Linked DNA regions of Mus musculus: region 2 is linked to region 1. The links are chromatin contacts, called in public Hi-C maps. All regions are on one chromosome and are shown on one strand. Each heading gives the region's core, a stretch centred on a gene start, on an enhancer-like site or on the middle of the called end of the contact. The rest is flanking DNA. Distances are from core to core; before and after follow the strand shown.

What was found. A called contact is a pair of places that touch in the nucleus more often than the background predicts.
Region 2: a Hi-C map of the N1E-115 cell line shows a contact between it and region 1, with 18 times the contacts expected there. The contact joins two enhancer-like sites. A contact is called at or near these places in 2 of 484 Hi-C or Micro-C datasets (the G1E-ER4 cell line and the N1E-115 cell line).

What each region holds. Positions count from the first base shown.
Region 1 is chr11:108,023,623-108,028,483 of GRCm38.p6, reverse strand. The region is part of intron 5 of Prkca (protein kinase C, alpha); the gene reads left to right. Among named protein-coding and RNA genes, the nearest start is that of Mir7223, 29 kb to the right of the region's middle. Within about 2 kb of position 1,888, at least 53 of the 459 cell types and tissues checked have an H3K27ac peak or open chromatin away from gene starts, as enhancers often do. A contact at or near this core is called in the N1E-115 cell line, where this site is marked.
Region 2 is chr11:109,858,704-109,863,564 of GRCm38.p6, reverse strand. No RefSeq gene overlaps it. Among named protein-coding and RNA genes, the nearest start is that of 1700023C21Rik, 15 kb to the right of the region's middle. Within about 2 kb of position 2,769, at least 229 of the 459 cell types and tissues checked have an H3K27ac peak or open chromatin away from gene starts, as enhancers often do. A contact at or near this core is called in the N1E-115 cell line, where this site is marked.

The DNA.
Region 1 (4,861 bases), core at 639-3,138:
TACCATGTGGCCAGCTGCCTCTGGCTCTGCCTCCAAGACTTCACCACCGTGATGGACTGTACCCTAAACCAATGAGCAAAAGTAAATGCTCTGGTCAGGAATTTTGTCACAGCAATGAAGAGTTGCAACCAACACAGATCCATGAGTACAGAAGTGCAGAGATTTTTCGACAGTGGACAGAGAGCTGCTCTGAGAAGCACAGTGTGGGACATGTGGATGGTTCTAAAATACCTTGGAAACTTGAAACAGTTTAGAATGTTGGCTGCTGCAGGGACTAACAGGGAATTGAATGTGATAAAGCAGATACCCTGAAATTGGAGCCTGCTTATAAATAAACAGAGGCTTCCAGGACTAGAGAGAAGGTGTGGTTCATTCCACAGACGTTGTTGGGAAAATTGTCTAAACGTTTGGAAGAAAAATAAATAAATAAATGAGATCTCCCCTCGTGCTTTACACCAAAATAAATTTCAAGTGCATCTGGAAGTTAATTATTAAAAAAAGGAAACAAAATAATGAAAGAAAACACAGGCGAATACTTAACTACCTTCACGGAGGGCAAGGATTTCCTAAGCCTAAAAGAAATGGAAGAAAGGAAAGAAAACATGTTGGTAGCTTTGACTGTGTGAAAAGATAGACTCCTTTGTGTTTCTAGAAGCCTACGGAATTAAATCTAAACACAGAGCGTGGCAAACAGGGAGAAGGACCACTGTCATGTGCATCCAAACATTCCCTCTAGCCAGTAAGAAACCTGTTTACTACCCTAAAGGAATTGAGAATTAAGTCAGAGAAAAAGAAATTCACATGGCCCAATAGCTATAAAGACTGTTAAGCCTCAAAAAAAAAAAAAATCAAACTTACAATGTTACTCTTTATTTTTCTCACTTTATCTTTAATATGATTTTTGGTAGGACTTTGATACAACTTTGGGGGGAGCAGTTTGGCAAGGGTTTTTATATCTTTTACTCTCCTTCTAAGAATGCAGCCCAAGAAGAAAAGCAGAAATTTATGTATGAAGACAATCAGTTGTTATATACAAAGATGAGGAATTTTTAAACCATGTAAATGTACAAACTGAACTTATTTTAAAGTCTTTGCTACAAAATAGAATGCTGGGCATTAAAAAATGCTTTTTAAAAATTACTTTGGTAACTTTTATTAAGAAGGAATTTTTAACTACCATAAAGTTATGTGAATTCTATAAAAATAAATATTACAGGCTAGAGATATGGCTCAATGATAATGTGCTTACCTAGCATATACAAGACCCTGGGCTTTATCCCCAACATTATAATCAAACAATCAATATTATACTATAGATGTCTTTACAGGAGAGCAATTGTCAATCAGCATAACAGTATGTCAGCATCAATCCTCTGTTTTGGTGGAAGTGCAATTGCCTTTAATCTTTGCCTTTATACTTTGTGCATTTAAATTATTTTATGATGACTATGCATTGTCCCTACAATGAGAAGTAATTATTTCTTAAAATCAATGCCTCCCTATGTTTATATGCAGATCTTATCTGTCTCCCACAACTAGCAAATATTTTTCACAGTCATCTACTTTGGAATTATAGAATATTAGCAGATAACATACGTGTTATTGGAGTACTTAGTGTATGCAAGAGGAGGCTATATTAAAAGGGAAACAGGGCTATACAGTAAGACTATGTCTCAAAGTTGAAGAAAGGAGACAGAGTAGGACGAAAGGAGAAGAGAGGGGAAGAGAGAGAGGGGGGGAGGGGAAGAGAGGGGGAGGGAGGGGAAGAGAGAGAGGGAGGGAGGGGAAGAGAGAGGGGGAGGGAGGGAAGGAAGGAGGGAGCATGAACTGACTGTGCATACCACGCTCATTAAATTCTTTAGCTGACTTTGATTGAGTAGTTGCTGACTCACCATTTGGGGACACTGGATTTACTGGGGCAGAAAGCCACCCTTGTGACAAAGTAGTGGGTTTAGACAGCAGAACATTCAGTGAATGTGTTTTTAAACAATGTACTTCTTAAGTCCTTGAATTCAGGTTTGTGGTCACACAAGGTGGGTATATTCTCAGTGTTGCTCGCTCTTCTTGCCCTTGACTCTGGCCATAAGGAAACTAAGATCATAGAATTTGTGAGTCATTGTTTATTAGCACAAATGAGATCAAATCAGAGTCCGTGCTCGTGACCACAGACAGCATCCGCAAGCTTGGTGCAGTGTGATTAGAGCAAATGCAGCAAGCCAGACAGCCAAGACCCTCCAAGTGACCCACGTCTCATTTGTTGATGCCTCATCTACAATTGTTCTTTGCTGAAGATGCCTTTGCATCTCATTGGGTGAAACCCAGCAAAGCTCCATGTGTAATGGTTGCCCTAGAAATGTGGAGCAAATGGCCCTGCATGGCATATTTTCTTCCTGAAAACTAACAATACATTTTATGTCCCTTAGTCTTTGAGCACTCTGAGACTCTTCAAATCATTTGATGTCTTCTGGGAAAGCACTTGGCTCCTTTTGGCCTGAATTGAGTCTCCTTGGAAAAAGGCCTGTTTGGTTTTTCCCTTGTGTTGGAGTCCCTCCAAATGGACACTCTGTGAACTGCAGCTCAAAGTGAGAGCCTCGAAAGGCCTTGCCCACTCCAGCTCCTGTCAGAATCCAAGAATCTGGCCTGCGTGGCTTTTGCCTTGCCCTGTGTTGACCCTGGGGAGATGCCTGGGGAGGAAGTGTTTTGTCCCTGTCCCCGTGTTTCTGTCAGCCTGTGGAGATCTGATAGACAGGGCTAGCAGGAGGCTGGAAAGCCAGAGAACAGGGTTGTGTTCCAGATAGGGTGTGCCCAGGGATGGGACAGCATGAACCCAGAATCACAGGGCAAAGGTTGTATGGAGACCCGTGTGTGTGGCAGATAACTTCCCCATGCTGCTATGCTCGGTGGTAGGTGTTCAAAACAGTCGAGAGGAGAGTAACCCGTGAGTCTTTGGGAATCATGTGTCAGTCCTGCATGTGACAGGTTGAGTGGAATAAGATATTTGACTTCCTTAACCAGTCAGTTGAAACCAGTGTCGGCTCTGAAGTTATACCACTATTGGCTTGGTAAATCAGAGGATGGAGCATGCTGAAGACTACAGCATGATGTGTTTGTACCTGCTTGTAAACCTAGCCATGGGAAGGCAGAGTATGACGATGGCGGGTTCAAGGCCAGCCTAGGCTATGTAGCAAGCTTATGTCTCAAAAAAAACACAAAATAAAAATAAAAAGCAAATAAAAAGTATTTGTTGAAGTGAATGGTGGGATACTCTGGCTATTAGACTATTATTAGTTTCAAGATCAGACCTCTAGACACAGAGTCCAAGTGCCACTGGAGTGTTGATGAGAAATCTCTCAGTGGTACCCTGCTCCCGAGAGGAGGATGTCATCTCTTCCTGCCTCACATCACACAGTCCAATGCATTCCTCTACAGAGTGTCAACTCTACCTTGTCACTTGCTTGAAGAAAGAATCACTTGCCTCTATCTGGACAGAGTTGACTGCTCTTGGGTGCCAGTTCATGGAGGACTCACATTCACACTAAGGAGAATATGACGTGACCACCCTGGACCAGCACCCTCATTTGCAGTTCTTACCCAATATCAAGCCCCAGCAGGTTCTTGTTCCACACTGTCTAGGTCACTCTCAACTCCCTGGTGGCTTTGCTCCACTCAGGCCTCTGTCACATGGTACTGTAGCTGATAGACAACAGGAATGTGGGACTCAGGCTGGGAAGATCAAGTTCAAGAAACTGGCAGCTGCTGTACCCATGGGGAACCCATTTCCTGATCCTGAAATAATGCCTTCTCATTGGGTCCTCACACGGTGGGAAAAGCTAGCAAGCTCCCTAAAACCTACTTTATACGGGCACAAATCTCATCCATGAGGGGCCCATTCTCCTGACCTAATCACCTCTCTGGACTCTACCTCTTAGTACCTTCACCTGGGGACTAGAAATTAGAGCATATTAATTGGGTGGGGAATCACAAGCGTTCAGATCATAGTGTAAGACTCTTCCCATCTGCCAGGCAGAGGGAGACCAGCCTGGGAGGATAACGTGTTCTACAGGGATGACAATCTGCAGTGTCCCAATGTGAAGAGAGAAGTCAGCTGTCACTGTCCTGAGAGAGTTGGTCTGTGAAGTCTACAGATATCTTTCCGCTAGGGCCTAAGAGTGTCTTCAAATGCCATAGAGAATATAAATTTATATTAAGACATTTGTAGGCAGAGGCAGGTGGATTTCTGAGTTCGAGGCCAGCCTGGTCTACAAAGTGAGTTCCAGGACAGCCAGGGCTACACAGAGAAACCCTGTCTCGAAAAAAAAAATATTAAGACATTTGTGATTTAAGGAGACACAGAATGAGCTGGGGTGACAGCATGCAAGCATGAAGACCTGAATTCAATCCCCCAGAACCTTCAGGATTAAAAAAGGTTGTGGTGGGGGGGGGGGGGAAGAGGATGTGCTTATAGTCTCAGTGCTGGGATGGGGGTGGAGGTGGGGTTGATACAATCGGATCCCTGGGACTCACTGGCCAGCCAGCCTAGCTTATTTTGTGAGCTCCAGGCCAATGAGAAACCCTGTCTCAAGATGGCAGGGTTTATGGCATGTAAGGACCAACAGCCAAGGCTGTCCTCTACACTCTGCACACACACACACACACACACACAGAGAGAGAGAGAGAGAGAGAGAGAGAGAGAGAGAGAGAAGGAGAGCGTCTCAGGGAGTTTTAGGGTGCCTTACTACTTTAAGTTAGAGCCTGCGTACCTCAGGGATTGTAGCCTGAGAACTTCCTATGTGTACCAACTGGAACCTGCTAGATGCTTTCCTCTGCTGGAGTTTGCTGTGCACACCTGATGGCCTGTAGC
Region 2 (4,861 bases), core at 1,520-4,019, 1.8 Mb before region 1:
CAACTTTCAGGAGTCTGTTCTTTCCTGCCACTAGGGGCGCCAGAGATCATTAGGCTTATGTGTCAGGTACTTTTCACTGCTGAGCCATCTCACAAGCAGTTCATTTGACAGGACCTAGAGAGGCCAATGAGTATGTCTGGAGAGAATCTGCAAACAGGATTGACACGTGGACTGATAACTGAGAGAGAAAGACCCTCCCTGGCTGTGGACAGCACTACCCAACAGGTAGGGATGAAGAAGAGGAAGATGACAGCCAGCATGTGAAGGCATCGTTCTTGGGGGGGGGGGGGGCGGTGATCTGTGATTGCTTCCATCACCATTGGAAAGCTGACTCCAGCTTCGATGGTCTCTGAGTCTCACTAGTGACTTCTCCCATCAGCATCTGAGTGGGCGTCTTCACTGGCCGCCTGAGGCTTCCATCTTCTCTGCCTCTCTAGGGTACAGACAGCCATTGTTGGACTTCACAGCCTCCACTTGTGTTCGGGTCCCATCCTAACATTCAGGCACTGAGGTGGAGTAGTGAGTAGGTGGACCAGAGGCTGATAACCTCAGGCCATTTACTTTCTCTTACTTTGGGGTGGGGGGGGGGGGCGGGGAAGAAGCTGATGGCTTCTGGCAATTAACTCCTGCTGATGGCCGCAAGGGATTAAGAAAAGAAACTTAGTTACTTGGGCTCTTTACTCTTTGACTGGGGCGTCTCTGACTGGCCTGAGAGGCTCCAAGGAGCTCAGTAACCCTTCATGAGCCAGAGAGAAAGAAATAGGATAAAAAGTAAGCCATGCCCACCCGCGCGCGCACACACACACACACACACACACACACACACACACAAAACCATCAGTTTCATCAATTTCACAAATGCACATGCATAGTTACATACATGCACATATACCTACATATGTGTGTACATGCAGACACATACATACACACACATATTTACAGATATGTACATTTGGCGAATGGAGCAAAGCCACAACAGCCACACTATTTTTTTCCCTCTCAGCCTTTTTATAACTCCTTAGACAAAAGTTCTTTATAAAATTAGCCCACAGATAAAATGTTACACAAAAAGGAGTTACAGAAGGATGTCCGTAGTAAGTTCAAAGCAGTGTTACATTCTATAAGCTCATTATAAGTTCAAAGCAACAGTTTCCCATGGCCTTGCTCTATCATGGTGCATACCTGTGGCTTCATCCTTGCACCTGACCTAGAATGAATGTTTTTCCTTGATCACAATTCTGCCCCAAGCCTGTTTCTCTTTTTTTTCCTGTAATTTATGAAAGCTCATTGTGTTCCTAATTATGCAGCCTTTACTATTCTATGAGGAGTGGGTACATTCTATTCTTGATTCTAACTATATTACATCTTTCTGGCAAAACGACTAAAACCGTCTCCTTAAACTTTCTTCCTAAAATTATTTGAATCAAACCAGGAATTCTATAAAGTCATTAATTCATCTAAACAGCACTAATTTATGAAAGTTCATCTTCATGTTGATCTGCAGGAAATTTGCCCAATTGGGTGGGCTGGTGCCCAGGAATCATTGGGCTATGTAATAGTGATGGGAAAGTCATAACATCGGTGAGAAGCAATCCTGGGATGACGTCTCTGGGGTCCATGCCTGTCAGAGCTCACCTGTCACAGCCATGCAAAGTGGTGGGCCATCCTCAAAAAAAAAAAAAAACCTTACTTGGTTGCCAAGCTTCATGGCTTATGCCACAATTACATATGCCAGTCCCCCCCCCCAAAAAAAAAATCCCCTTAGCTGTGTTTCCTGTCTGCTAAGAATCAAAGAACAGCCTCCACTGAGCCCCCCCCCCCCAGGATAATATTCTACCCAAGCATGTGAGGCTAAAAGCCAGGATGAACCCTCTGAAACAGTGACCTAAAATAAAAGAAAGGAGCTTTTGTTTCTCCAAGTATTTAGCCACAGCAAAGAGCAAAGGAAGTAATGCATATAGGACCACCTGTTTCAAACCAAAGAAGATGCACATGTGAGTTCCATGGGAAAGTCTCTGATGAGCTGAGCCCTTCATTCAAGTCTAATGGGTTTGTGCAAAAAATAAAAAAGAAAGACATATCAATGTCTGTTACATCATTAGTACATCTTATCCCTCCTGCTATAAAACTCCAGTGACTTGTTCTCCAGTGGCTTCATAACTGATGCTGGGAAAACCCACTTGACATGAAGTGCTCTTTACAAAGTGGTATTGCTTCAAAACGGTAACCCTAGGGACTGAAGAGATGTCTCAGTGGTTGTGAGAGCATGCTGCTCTCTTGTGTGCCTGAATTTGATTTCCAGCATCCATGTCGGCTGACTTAAAACCACCTGCAACTCCAGCTCTGGGCCTTCGTGGGCACCTGTACACACACACACACACACACACACACACACACACACACACCTGTGAATATGTAAAAATAAAGATAAATGTAAAAATCCACAATAAATAGGACAGACAGATGGACAGACAGGATAGGATACATAGATAAGAGCTGTAACCCTAGTTTTGCTTATTGCAGTCGGCCAGCCCATCCCACTAGTTTCATGCTTGCTACTACCCACATATGCATGAGTTGCTTCTCTGGAGATCCCTAAGTGATGTACCAACATCCTACTAAAATCATCTTGGGATGCCACAGACCCACTTAGGCCCTGATGCCCTGCTTTCCTTGTAACAAAAATGAGCCAGTCCCATCATCCTATCTCATCCAAAAAGAATCGGCAGTAATCACACAGCCACACGGTGGCGCTCCTGCTCTATCCCAGCGAGCCAGGTTCTCTGGAGAAAAGATCGGATCCAGAGCCGTGTTTGCAGGGGTTTTCAAAGCTAGCAATGAATAAGCAGCTGCAGAGGCATACAATTTAAGCCAAGAAGATTGCTGAGGGCCAGTAAAGGCAAGTTTACAGTCTTTGTGGTCTAGAAAAGTCCCTGTTCAGACGCCGCCTCCCTTGCAGAAGCTAAAAGTAGTCCCACAAATTCCTCCAGGGAAATGGGAAACCCCTGGGCCAGCAGGAAAGGGCGTGGGGGGGGGGGGTGTCATTGTCGAAGTTTGACTATCCCATTTCTCTAATTCTCCCTACAGTAAAAGACAGCTGTGCCTTGCTGTGTTTTCTTTCTTTCTCGATCATCGAGGTTGCTCTAAAGACTGAGGTCGCCCAAACCCAAGATCTGTAGCCTGCTTACTTGCATGTTTTTGCACACCGGATATGACTCAGGCTGCGCCCAGGATGTCTGCTGCCCACAATCCTTTGGGGGACAGGATCTGTCTGTGCCTCTGTGCAACCGTTTGGTTTATCTGCTGGCCGTCAGAACTCTACCCTGTCATTTAAGCCCCGAACTTAGCCACAGGTCTCAAAACGTCTTAATTCATGGGTTTCTCTAAGTCACGTGATCTCAGTATGAACGGTTTAAAATGCCTTCAGGTTTTTACATTTCTGCTTTTAATGAGGAAACAAACAGAACCAGATACAGGAGTAAGGTCAATGCCAGAGTTAGAAGCCATGGCTTCTGGGGCTGAAGGCGTGGCTTAGTGGGTGAAGCACTTGGTGTTCCTCATGCGCACCTGAGTTCGGATTCTCCAGCACCCATGTAAGCTGGGCATTGAATTGGCATGGCCCATGATTCTCGGGGGGGGGGGGTGCGGGGGGGTACAGATGAGAAGATCCCTGGATCTTACTAACCAGCCAGTTTGGTTGGAACAGTGACTTTCAGGCTCAGTTAGAGACCCTTTTTCAAATACTAAGGTGGACTCATAGGCATCTTGCTACATCAGTCATAAAGGAATATTTTGGAAGAATCAAAGCCAGAGGTCAGGGAGGACCGGAGCAAATGTGTGTTCCGGACACGGTAGGACCACTGCACTGGTGAACTCACAGCAGCTGTGGTTGCCTGTACAAGACCTGCACAGGACCACGACAGTCAGCATTGCAGCATGGAGGGACTCACAAGCCTACCACTTACTAAGGAGCATGGGCAATAGATGGCTTCTGGGAGTGACAGACTCCATTTTTCTTTAAGGGTGTGGCCTCTGAGAGGTTGCCTAAGTTCCAGTGGATTGCCCATACCCATGAGTATGTGGGCAGCTCAAACTGCAACCAGTGGCTAAAAACAAGAACTTGGGAAGAGTTAGGGGAAGGAGTGAAGGGTGATCAAAATACATTGTATGCATGGATGGATTCTCACAAAAGAAATAAAAGTATTGTGTTTTCTAAAGGTAGGGAAGATTAAAGGTTAAAAGGAACACATTTGATGTCAAACACCGGCGTGCAAGGGCACACACATACACACACAAAGGCATATATATTCATGCACACACACATGCATATGCATATGCTCATATGCACACATATATACATGCATATATATGTTCTGGGGGCCAGCTCTGGAGCTCTGGTTCTCTCTTGAAGGTAGTGAGGTGTGTGGTGCTGGAGAGTGTTGGCAGGGGCAAGACTTGATCTTGCGAGAGAGTAGGGTTGCTTTCTATAATAGCATTTACCTATCTTGATTTTAAGTTACTCTGAGGGCAGAAGCTGCAGGCCTCTGGACCTATTGATACTTGTTGCTAACAGAGATGACTAGTGACTAGGTAAAGGATTTATTGCTAGAGCTCCCTTCTCTGGCCAGGCATCCAGGAGCCCCTTACTGACTTGGCTGGTTAACTCTGTAAACCAGGAAAGAAATAAGAAGTCAGCCACACAGAAAACACACATCGGATGAAATGGTTACATCACCTTTTATTTATTGCTTTTATCTTTTAATAGCTTTTAGACATAAATTCTTACACACACACACACATACACGCATGCACATGCACACTGGTTGGGCCCAACCATCTGTCTCATCAACTCCACAAGTGT